Regions from separate parts of the Mus musculus genome. Here region 2 is linked to region 1. Evidence: chromatin contacts called from public HiChIP or PLAC-seq data. All regions are on one chromosome and are shown on one strand. The core of a region is the stretch at or near the end of the contact, and the rest is flanking DNA. Distances in the headings are between cores, read along the strand shown.

Evidence for each region. HiChIP or PLAC-seq counts read pairs in DNA pulled down with a chosen protein or histone mark.
Region 2: a contact with region 1 is called in an H3K27ac HiChIP or PLAC-seq map of embryonic stem cells, with 2.3 times the contacts expected there. The contact joins two enhancer-like sites.

What each region holds. Positions count from the first base shown.
Region 1 is chr4:85,286,618-85,292,500 of GRCm38.p6, reverse strand. The region is part of intron 1 of Sh3gl2 (SH3-domain GRB2-like 2); the gene reads right to left. Among named protein-coding and RNA genes, the nearest start is that of Sh3gl2, 84 kb to the right of the region's middle. Within about 2 kb of position 3,195, at least 7 of the 459 cell types and tissues checked have an H3K27ac peak or open chromatin away from gene starts, as enhancers often do. A contact at or near this core is called in embryonic stem cells, where this site is marked.
Region 2 is chr4:86,182,113-86,188,036 of GRCm38.p6, reverse strand. The region is part of intron 4 of Adamtsl1 (ADAMTS-like 1); the gene reads right to left. Among named protein-coding and RNA genes, the nearest start is that of Adamtsl1, 130 kb to the right of the region's middle. Within about 2 kb of position 4,201, at least 41 of the 459 cell types and tissues checked have an H3K27ac peak or open chromatin away from gene starts, as enhancers often do. A contact at or near this core is called in embryonic stem cells, where this site is marked.

The DNA of each region.
Region 1 (5,883 bases), core at 1,946-4,445:
TCAGCAGAGAGGAAATTAAAAACAAAAGTCATTATTAGGACTAGTAAGAAAATTAAAATTTGTGAACTTATTGAAATTTTTAATCACTCTAGTTACATTTTATAAGAACATTTTGGGGCTTAGTTTAATGGCAGAGCACTTGTCTAGCAAGGGCAAAGGCTTTTAGTCCTCAGCTCCAGAAAAAGGAGGGGTAGGGGTGTTTTAGTTCTAGATGCCTCTGCTGAACTATTAGTGGGCAGCCTACACCAATCTACAAGTGGGCAGGAAAAAGACAACAAGTACGCAGAGGGAGAGGGGAGAGTAACAAAGGTGATCAGGCATCCTTGGAAGGGGGATGATTCTGGATGCAGCATTCCTCCAGGCCTTTTGTCTGATTCCTGGAATAACCCTACCTCGGTACATTTAAAATTAAAAGTCAATTTAAAACTAAAAATTTGTTTCAAACAAAAAAAAAAGTTCCCAAATATTTTGAATAATTCTTTCTCCAAATGATCACTGTTCTCTATGAAAAATGAGGAAATCAAGGGGAAAATACAGTACGGGGGAGAAAAGTCTTTTGTACTAATGGTTGGACAATGTTTTAAATCCTTCCAAAAGAGTACTCTTCAATTTTCTACACAGTATATATTTATGGCAATCAAAGTCAATATTGTTTTCTTTTTCAAATGTTAATCTGTTTTAATATAGTGTATTTAAATGTAAAACTCCTTTCCCAAATTCTTGACTGTCGTAGGATGATGTGAAGACAAGAAAGCTAAGGACCCCAGGCACAAGAAGCTCGCCTCTGGCTTCAATGCTACAATTGCTGAGGCTTGGCTTCACTTTGTATCACAAGCTTACATAGTGAGCTGGAATTCCTAGCACATTCATGGCAATCCATTTTACCCCAAAGACATCAGGAAAACAGCTCCCATATTTTAAGTAGAACGTTGGGCTTACTAACACTCCTGACATGTCCCTTAGCAGCTAGCAACTTCATTTGGCCACACTTAATGAAAACTCGGCATGTAAACATGGTTTGGCTAAAACTAAAGACCATTTCCGAAGGACAAAAAAGAAATGGATCTGTGTTTTCTCCATTAGGATTCTGTTATTTAAAACTGCCACCGGAGGTAATAAAGAGTATGAGAAGGAGATTAGAGAGGTCAGTGTTTCTCCATACCAAGTAGCAACAATAACAACTTCACTAATGAAGTGCCAAGACTTTAGATCATGATATTCCAACAGTCTTGATTTAACTTTAAGAGAGTTACTTCAGTTGTTTTTCTTTTTTATTTTTAAGTTGTGATTTATTTTAGCTTCTATCTCAAGCTGAGCTACAGGCAGAAGCTTCTCTTTAATCACAGATCCATAACAGACAGTCAGCGAGACCTGGGTTATGTTAAACATGATACATTTTTATCAATCGTGACATCTCTATGATGGATTCTTCCCCCAGAACCATTAATAATTGTGCAATTAACAAGTAACTATGAAATGTCAGACCTGATTTACCGAACAACAACATCAAATCAATATTCCAAAGGTCTGAGGGATGATGTCTTTCATCCCCAGAATAAATTTCTAGCAGTTAGCTTTGTGTTTTATAAATTTAATTAAAATTAATGAGAATATATATTAAAATTTGATCCAGCAAAGGAATGGAATGCATAATATCTAAAACAGTATAAAGACAACAACAAAAGATAACACATGGAGCAAAGCAGTGAGCAAATGTAAAAATGGAAGAATCTGGCTCCTTAGTAAGCATCAAGTGGCCTGCCTGGTGTACTCTACATTGCTTTAAGCTGAAGAGTTCTCAGTCATACAGATGGCCAGAGCCATCTTAAGCATGTACAGCCATCTTTAATAATCTGCAGACATCTTGAAACAACTCTAAAAACACCAGTGTCAATTGTCCTAACTCTTGAAGTCACTGTGCTAGCCAGAGCTATTTAGCTTTTTGCAGTTACAGGTCTTGGCAAACCATATTTTCAGTTTGGCCAGAAGGAGTACTGGTAAAAGAACTATCCCAATGGAGACTAGTACCTAGAGCTGTTCTAGCAGGAGCCACTGACAACTGGAGGAGTGGTTGAACGATTCAGTAGGGGTCAGGATGGGAAGGTGAGTCAGAGGTAAGTATGAAGACCAGAGTTTGGAGCCCCACAACCCAAATAATGCTGAGCAACATTCAAGGAATCTCTGGAGCAAGCTGATTAATCAAAGTATGCAGACAAGTGAACTTGGGGTTCAACTGTGATACCACACCTCAATGCATGAGGTGGGGAGCAATCAAGGAATATGGACTTCAACCTTGAGACTCAGCATGCACATGTGCACATAAGCTTGAACACACACACACCCATGTACACATGAGAGCAAGAATTTAGAAAAGAGGCAGAGCAGAAAGAAAGGAAGCAGAAGTGAAGATAAGAAAGGTCAGGTTGCTGATGAAAGGGAGCCGGGGACAGGAACAAAAGACCCTGGTCACCAGAAGCATTCAAGGGAGCTGACAAGGCTTCAAGCCCAGGGATGTCAGACTATGCTCTGAGAGACGGATCACTAGTCAATGTCCAGGTCTGAGGGTCTCAATGTCAAGGGCTCATAACAAGCAAGAACAAGCCAGGTCTGATTAGAGTCTGGAAAGAGGGCCTGTAATATTACAGGATGATACTTACTGCTATCTACCATGGCTGGTCCCGAGGGTATAAAAATGAAAGTTGATGAGTTACTCAAGGGAAAGAGAGATGAGGAAAGAAAAGGTTTCTGAAGCCTGGCTACTCTGTTCTCGCCAAGATCAGGACCAAGAACACACAGTCCTGAGTCCCAGTTTGAGCAAATGGACAAGAGGGGAAAAATTAAAGGGATATAAACAGGAAAAGAAATTAAAGTATCCCTGCCTGCATATGGCATGATTCTGTACATGAGAGACTCCACAGACAACATTTTCAGTAAAGAGGCATATTATAAAATTAACATGTCAAAAGAGCCTTCCATTTTATCAAGACAAATAGGCTGAGAAACAAATCAGGAAACCATCCCATTCATTATAGCCTCAAAATAAACAAAATACCCTGGAATAAACCTAACCAAAGAAGTGAAAGAACTACACAATGAAAATCTTAAAACACTAAAGACAGACACTGAAGAAGGCACTGAATGTTAAAGGGATGTCCTGTGCACAGAGACTGGTAAATTAAAATGGCCAATAAAAGAGTAGTAAACTCAGTGCTCCAAGGTATGCTAATCATAAAACAGATAGTGACATTCCTCCACCCACCCGCTTCCTGTGTTCAAAGAGTGTTAATTCAAAGAAAGTCACCCTGACCATTACCGGAACCTGCAATGCAAATGTGCTATTGTTAGGGGCTCTTAGAAACTGTCTTCAGAGTTAACAATTACCAGGTATTCCTTGTGACACCTGTGACTTTGTACTTCCTTGTGACTCTAACCTGGTATTTTTGGTATTTTCCAACAACACCCTTCCCACCTCCTTGAGTTGTGGTTTTTTCCTTTAAATACCCCCTTACTCAGCTACTCGGGGCGCCACGGTCCTCTACCCCTGCGTGGTGTATGACCGTGGGCCCGAGAGCACTCTTCAATAAAAAATCCTCTTGCAATTTGCAGCAAGACCCGTTTCTTGTGGGTGATTTTGGGGTGTCGCCTCTCCTCAGTCAAAACGTGGGGGAGTCCTCACGTTGTGGGTCTTTCACCATCATACCAAAAGCAACATACAGATTCACTGTAATTCCTTCATACAAAATCCCTTCAAAAACAACTTCAAACAATTGTTAACTAAAATTGGGGGGGAAAAGGCCTTAAAATTCATATGCTTAAAACTTATATCGAAGCACAAAAGACTCTGGATAACCATCACAATTCTGAGCTATGAATGATAGAGGTATCACCATTCCTGATTTCAAGTTACACAAACAAGAGCGACAGTTGTAAAATACATCACAAAGCCAGACATACTGATCAATGGGTAGAACTGAGATGCTGATGTAAGTCCACACAACTAAGCCATCTATTTTTTGACAAAGGAGCCAAATATACATACTGGCAAGAAGATAGCATCTTAAACAAATGGTGGTAGAAAAATACCATCTACATATATAAGAATGAAATTTAACCCTTCTCTCCTACCCTGAAGATAAATCAATTCCAAATGGATCAAACAGCCAAATGATGAATTTTGTCCCAAAACTCTGAAACTTCTAGGAGAGTAGGGAACACACTTCAGGATATAGGCTCAAGTGTTCAGACTAGGACTCCAGTCTTCCAGGGAAAAATTAACAACTAGGACTTCACAGCATTAAAAGGCTTCTGTACTGCAAAGAACACAATTGGCTAGGCCAGCTGACAAACTGAGAAAGGACCTTTGTCTGCTTTACTTCTGACTGAAGATTAGAGTCTAGAATACACAAAGAACTCAAAGGTCTAATCACAAAGAAAAATACAAACAACAACAAACAAAACAAAACAAAACTAACAAGCTATGGAGCTGAAGGGAGAGGTCTCAAAAGAATAAACACATATGGCCAAGAAATATTTTGTAAAGCTGTTTGCCATCCTTAGTCATCAGAAATGAAAATAACAAGTATTTAGAGACTTCATTTTACCCTTGTCAGAATGGCTAAAATGAAAAAAAAAAAAAAACAAAAAACCAAAGGTAGTCACGGATGTGAGAAAGTGGGAATATCCATGCACTGCTGGTTAGAGGACCAACTGGTTAAATTACTGTGGAAATCAGTGTGATTGTTCCTAAAACATTCCTAGAAATAGGTCTACCATATGACTCAACTTTGGCACTGCTGCACATGTACCCATAGGCTCCAAGTGCTATTAGACAGACACATGTGACTCCATGTTCATTGCTGCTCTGTTCACAATAGCTCGGACATGGAAACAACCTAAATGTCCCTCCACTGAAGAACAGACAAAGGAAATATGCTACCTAATTTCATTGGAGTCATATTCAGCTGTAAAGAAGAAAAAAACTAATGAAATTTGCAGACAAACCAAATATGATCCCAAAACTTTATATGGAGTGAGGTAACCCAGACCCAGAAAGACAAACATCACAGGTTCTCACATGCTCCTTGCTCCAAATCTTGGGATTTGTGTGCTTACTTTGAAGAATCTGTAGAATCCAGGAAACTAGAAAGGAGTCACTGATAAGGAAAAGATCCACAGGGAAGGCAGATAGAAGAACACAGACGGAAGCGGAATGATGAGGAAGGAGCCGGTTGCTGAATTGGAATTGCCCTACACAAGGAATAAGGTTCCCCCAGAGCCACAACTGCCAAAAAAAAAGTTCAGTGTCTGAGGTGGGATATCTCCCTTTAAACTGTTGAGTGACTTTGATTTAGGGACTTTCATCATCATCCTCCTCATCATCACCACCATCATCATCACCATGGGGATTGGTTCTAATGCTTTGAATCGGGAATCTGCATGTCCAAACACTAAAGGTCCTTGTCCCCAATTGGTTTATGATTGATCAATAAAGAGCCAATGGCATGGCCAATGGCTGGTCAGAGAGAGAAAGACAGAACTTTTAGATCACATGAGCTAGGAACTGGAAAAGAGGAATGGAGGATCCCTGTGACTCAGGGGAGAAGGATAGGACTTAAGAGCTGCAGGAGAGACAGCCAAAGAGCCATGTAAGAGTTCAGGTAAGTGTGGCCACCTCCCTGATTGGGCCTGGAGTAGCAGGGAAAGTTTAGGAGTCTCGGAAGTACCAGAGGGGAACATTTGCTATCAGGGGAAGTTTTAGGAGTGCCAAGTCTTTGACTACAATTAAGGCACCCGTGTGTGTGTGTGTGTGTGTGTGTGTGTGTGTGTGTGTGTGTCTTCCATTTGCAAACCCGAATAGCTTCTGTGAGGGTGCAAGCATGTGAC
Region 2 (5,924 bases), core at 2,952-5,451, 890 kb before region 1:
GATGTTGACAGAAAACAGATAATCTGCAGTTCATTTGTGTTTGAGAATGTTCAACATGAATGTATTTTAGTGGGAAAGAGTCACCGAATCTAAACACGGTAAAGATGAGTTAAAAGTTACTTTGCCCCCCCCCCTTTTTTTTTAAAGGAAAGTAGCATCCCTGAAGCTGTGAATTTGATTTGTATATTAATCAAAATCAGCAATTAATTAATAAGCATGAATCACAAATCACAGAAGAGAAAAATGAACTGGCTGATTTTTAAATGGGGGCCCACATTAGTGGGCCAGATGAAAGGTTAACTGCTGGGAGCAGTGATTGGACTGGCTGGGCAAGCCAGGCAGAGACAATGTAGCCATCTTTTCCCAGTCTGAGTTGGTGTGTGGGGGTGGGGGTGGTATAGCCAATCAAACTCATTTTGCTGAATCACTGTACTATAACAATGGCCAATGAGCTGTTTCTTCTTTCACGTTTGATATAATAAGTTCAGTCAAAGAAATGACTGCATGCATTTTCTTTGCCATTCAGACAGATTAAGAAAATACCAACGCGAACTCACATCCCTACAGAGAAACAAATCCTTGTTCTATTCTTCTGTGAGCCTAGTTTAAATCCAGATGAAATTGTGTTTCCAATCTGACAATAAAACATTCAGCACATCTTTAACAGAAGAGCACAAGTGAATCACAGTGTAACAGGAATATTAAATTGAGAAATATTTGAAAATGGGTTTTTTTTTTTACAGTAGTTGTACTTGTTTCTAGTCAAATTCTACAAATTATCTGAAAAGCATTATTTTTAGCACAGAAAGCATAAATATTAACACAGAAAGCATTCTAATCCCTCTGAAAGTATCCAAAGTTCTTGCTTTTAATTCTCTAAATTTAAGGACTTCTGATGGACCACAGGCAAATAAGAGATGGGATATATGCTTTGTGTGAAACAATAAGTTGGCTACATTGTGCCTTGTAGTGTTTATTCTGCATACATTTTTATAATTTATACAACTTGAGATAATTTTACCTTACTTGAAAAGTAGAAGAAATGTATCATTGTCATAGTAGCTGCAAAAGTCTGAACTGAACAGTCTTCAAGTTGTATAATGATGTCTCTACTGTGTGTGTCAGGGCAGGACAGCACAGAGGTTCTTCCATCTCGTATTCCTATTGAGGCCATTTTAGGTTTGACAAGAACTTGGTATCCTTCATGGGAAGCCTTGTAGAAAAGTACTCAACTCTATCCTAGGAACTCCAGGTTGAAAGTTGCTAACCAGCTTAGCTTCAGTTAAATTGTCTGCTCATGTAGAACCCTACTCAAGCTAACTGTTTAGCTCGGCTTCTGTTAAACTGCTTACTTGCATGAAATCTTCCCCCAAACCCTGTGCAGCTGCTGAGATACCAGGATGTGGTTTTTGCCTTCAAAAATCCCTTACTTTAAACACTTGATGCTAAACTTAGGTCCTGAATATCTGAGTGTGGTCACAACTGGCTAGAATAAAGACTTTCAATTGGTCATAAACTGTGCCTCTGGTGGACTCCCTGTAACACTATCAGATATATTTGATAAAAAAAAAATTATTATCTGATCACCAATTTTAAGGTTCTCAGGGTTATTTCAAATTGATTTCGAACATGGTATTGACATAATCCTCATGCAATTAAAAAAGACTTATTTATTTATTTTATTTTTTGTACATTGTTGCTTTCTTCAGACATAGCAGAAGAGGGCATCAGATTCCATTACAGATGGTTGTGAACCACCATGAGTTGCTGGAAATTGAACTCAGAACCTCTGGAAAAGCAGTCAGTGCTCTTAACCACTGAGCCATCTCTCCGACTCCTTATGCAAATTTTAATATCACAATTCTATTATTTTAAGCTCATTGTTCCTTGTAGGCGCAGTGAAGTTGCAAAGAACCAGTTAGTGAAATATATATCACAGAGTAGGAGAAAATATTTGTTAGTATTAGGTGAGAATAGTTATGAATAGTATGTTGCGCAGAGCAGTTGGGTGTTGAGTTGTCAGGTCAACTATCTGCCTTTAGTATTTAAATTATTTCCAATGAATACATCATGAGAAAATAGATTGTTAATTGTTAGCTGAGTTTTTGTTTGTACTAAGAATGGTTCTTTACTTTGGCCAGGGGATAACTGTAGTGTCTAAGGAAACAGAAGGGCAGCATAAAAGTCACGCACATGCAGAGGAGAAAGGTGTACTAGGACATTGTAAATGACGGCAGTGAGCCCAGTGATAGAAAGAATGAAAAAATGAACAGGACTGGGGAAGGAATGGGGTGTTTGTGAATCATATTCTGTGTGTTGGGTATGGTTTGTCCTTTATAGACTTCATGTAGACTGGACAGTAGATCACAATCAATTTTGTGACTATACATAAGACATAGCCAATCAACTTCCTAAGTCGCACACCTAGAATATGACAGTTGGGATTCTGACCTTCTAATATATGCTTCCTTATCATTCTCCATCACTCAAGACACTGGAGGATGTGTACAAAGAGCTGGCACTAACCAGCGGCCCAAGTGAGAACACACTGTTTATTGCAGAGGCTTCTGAGGAAGGCTTCTTCTGACTCTCTGTTTCAAAGCCTAGCCCACCAGCAACCTCTCACTAATGCTGCCCTGGTTTCTTAGCATCAACTCAGAGTCATTCTTGGGACAAGAAGATGTAACCAAAGAAAAGTATTTAGGAGACAAAATACTCCCCCCCCCCCCACACACACACCAAGGCTTTTCTCCTGTGTGAGAACCACCCCTCTCCTAAAATTGTGTTTCTGGGGGCTAGAGAGATGGCTCAGCAAGTTAGAGCACTGACTGCTCTTCCAGAGGTCCTGAGTTCAATTCATAGCAACCACATGGTGGCTCACAACCATCTGTAATAGTGGGATCTGATAACCTCTTCTGGTGTGTCTGAAGATAACTACAATGTACTCACATACATAAAATAAATAAATAAATCTTTTTTAAAAATGTGTTTCTGATGCTTGGATATAGTTTAGCTTCAGCAGTGACTAGGTTATTACCTGAGGACATCCTAAAGGAGAAATTAATGATGACAAAGGAAGATGAGGGTCCAGAGAATAAAAAACAACTGAACTCAGCCCAGACACTTCTGAACTATCTAACCCCACAGAGACCTTCTCTCATTAGAGCGTGCCAAAAGCCAGTGATTATCATCCCAGTGTGAACTTCCAATTTGAAGCACACAGTGTCAGAAGAAGAGGAAAAGTCAATTCGGAAGCATGCTGACTCCAGCATCCACCTCTCGTTTCCAGGGGTCAGGTCTTATAGCTTGTGGGCAAGCAGACCAAGTGCCACATCGAATCATTACCTCAGCTTTGCCTAGGTCGACTATAACATACAAACTTTGGAGCATGAGAATAGAGCATGCTGCCATCATGGGAATGTTCCACTTGGGAAAGTTACTACATTGCACAAAAGGAGAAAAACTGTCCCTCTTATCTTCCAGAGTAAGAGGATGCGGGAGAGTTATGCAAGCCGTCTGTACACTACCCATCTGCCCCAAGGTTCAGAACTGTTACTAGCATCAGTATGTTCCTCTCCAGCCATGTCTACATGCAGCTCTGATTTCTGATCCAGAGTAAAAGCAAAATTCAAAATAAAACAAGCTAATACCCAAATGGCAGAATCAAAAGCATCCGATGTCATTTCTATTCTATGTTTTTCAAAGTAAAATGCAAAATCCACTGGTTTCTACAAACATATTGTTACCTTCAAACAAACCAGACCAAGCTTGCATTCCTGTTTGGATTACAGTTTAATGCCTGGTTAGAAACTGTGTTATAACTAACAGCTTTCTTGATTACTGTGCCAGCCATGGAGTCTAACTAGATATTAAGAGCTCCATTTTGTAAGCAGTCATTTAAATTGCAGATGTGGCTTCAGCTGGCCCAACTTGTGCTTGTAATCATAAATCAACATGTGATGGGTGAGGAAGCTGCCATTCTCTGAACCGTCTCATTAGAATGCAAAGAGGCACAGCTACACTTTTGTTTTTCTTTTTGTTTTTTCCCATGCAGACATGCATGTCACTGTTTTCATGGCTATTTTCTGAGTTTGGGAACAGCAGAGGGGCAAAAAGGAGGGGAAGAGTCCTGGGGAGGGGAATTCCCAGAAGTGCTGGCATCATGATCTCCATCACAAAGAGCAAGCCTCTGCTCTGCAAACTGGGAGTGGCATTGTACTCTCTGTGGGAGGGTGAGAGGCTTAAAGGTCACAGCTGTGCTTTCAAGGGTGTTATCAGTCCAACTCTGGGGGAATTGTGGGTATAGGACTAGGAGGTGAAGTGCCTGAAACTTAAAATGGTGTAGCACTGGGAAACCACACACACACACACACCCCACCCCCTGCCCTGCCCCAACATGCAAGTCCCTTGGGATTTTAAACATAGAATTACCATGTGATACACCAATTGACTTCTCTGTATAGACTTGAAATAACTGAAACCACAGGCATGAATAGGTACTTGCATGTCTAATAACAGCGTTATCCACTACTGCTGGAAGCAGAAAATGTCCATCCAGGTGAGAGGGTAAACAAAATTTCATCTATCTCAAATATTACCATAAAAAGAATGAGATTTCTAATTTAAGCTAAATTGTCTAAATAATAATTTCTGATCACATGGATAAACTTTCGGCATTTTAGACTTCCTAAGTTGGGGGGAAAAACCCCTCACATTGGGCAGAAAATTAACTTTGTATGATTTCACTCATATGAGCACTAAAATAAATAGACATGGGCACTAGATTGGCAGCTACCAGGAGCTCAAGTGAGGGGAGAGTGCGGAGTTATTCATTAATAGGTGTGGCACTTCATTTGGGGGATGAGCAAGTTTTAGAGGTGGGTGATAGTAATGGGTATATCACAGTGTTAATGAGCTCACTATCACGGGACCAACATACTTAAAAGAGGGTAAATTGGTAAATTGTATGTTACATCTGTTTTACAACAATGGAAAAAGGAGACAAATTTACACACACACACACACAAATAATCAACACAAGGAACACACAGATGGAACAGTGTAATTAGATGCACTCGTACAAGTAAACATGTGATACTGTTTGGTTTTGGTGCAACTCTGTAATGATGTCCTTATTCTGCCCTGCTCAGTCTTGTGGCTTCTTTATGTGTTCATGGAAAGAGAAGCTTGTATGTTTGCCTTTGCCATTCTTTTGCAGAGCCAGATCAATATTCAACTATATGATGTCTATAGTCCAGTATAGTATCAAGAGATCTCAGAGCATGGTATACTTTGGAATTAGAAGATATAAATGGAAATTCAAGTCTTGTTATTTATCAGCTATGTGGCTCTGTCCATGTCACCTCATCTGTCTGTTCCTTGGCCTATCTATCTGCAAAGTATAGCAATCACTCCTCTAAAAGATGAAGACTCCATGCAAGAACGCAAAGCTCTTAAAGTTTAAGGATGAGACCAGCTACAATGGCTATTAATTATAACAAAAACAATAGCAGCAAATTAGCTGAAGGAGGAGAAGACACAAAGGAAAGAATACTAAAGTGTCTTAAAAACTGCTCTGTGATATTCTTCAAGAGCCCAAAACTTGGAAGACTCAACTATACACAATACTCATATCTTAAAAAATTCAAACACAATTAAAAAAAGAAATCAATAAAAATTTTAAAACTTGCAAAAAAGAACAAAGTATAATGATACATATGTTTAGTAATACCATGGTGATACTTATTACTCTGAATGCTAACTTAAAAAATAAAAATAATCTCAAATATAGGTGTGAAAAAATAACTGAGCTCTCATTTCATGGACAAGATTATTATTCACTATTTATGTGATTTAGTTTGCCCTCCTAGAAGATACACACAGCTCCAAGACTAATAAGAAAATTGAGACTACTGAAAGATTAC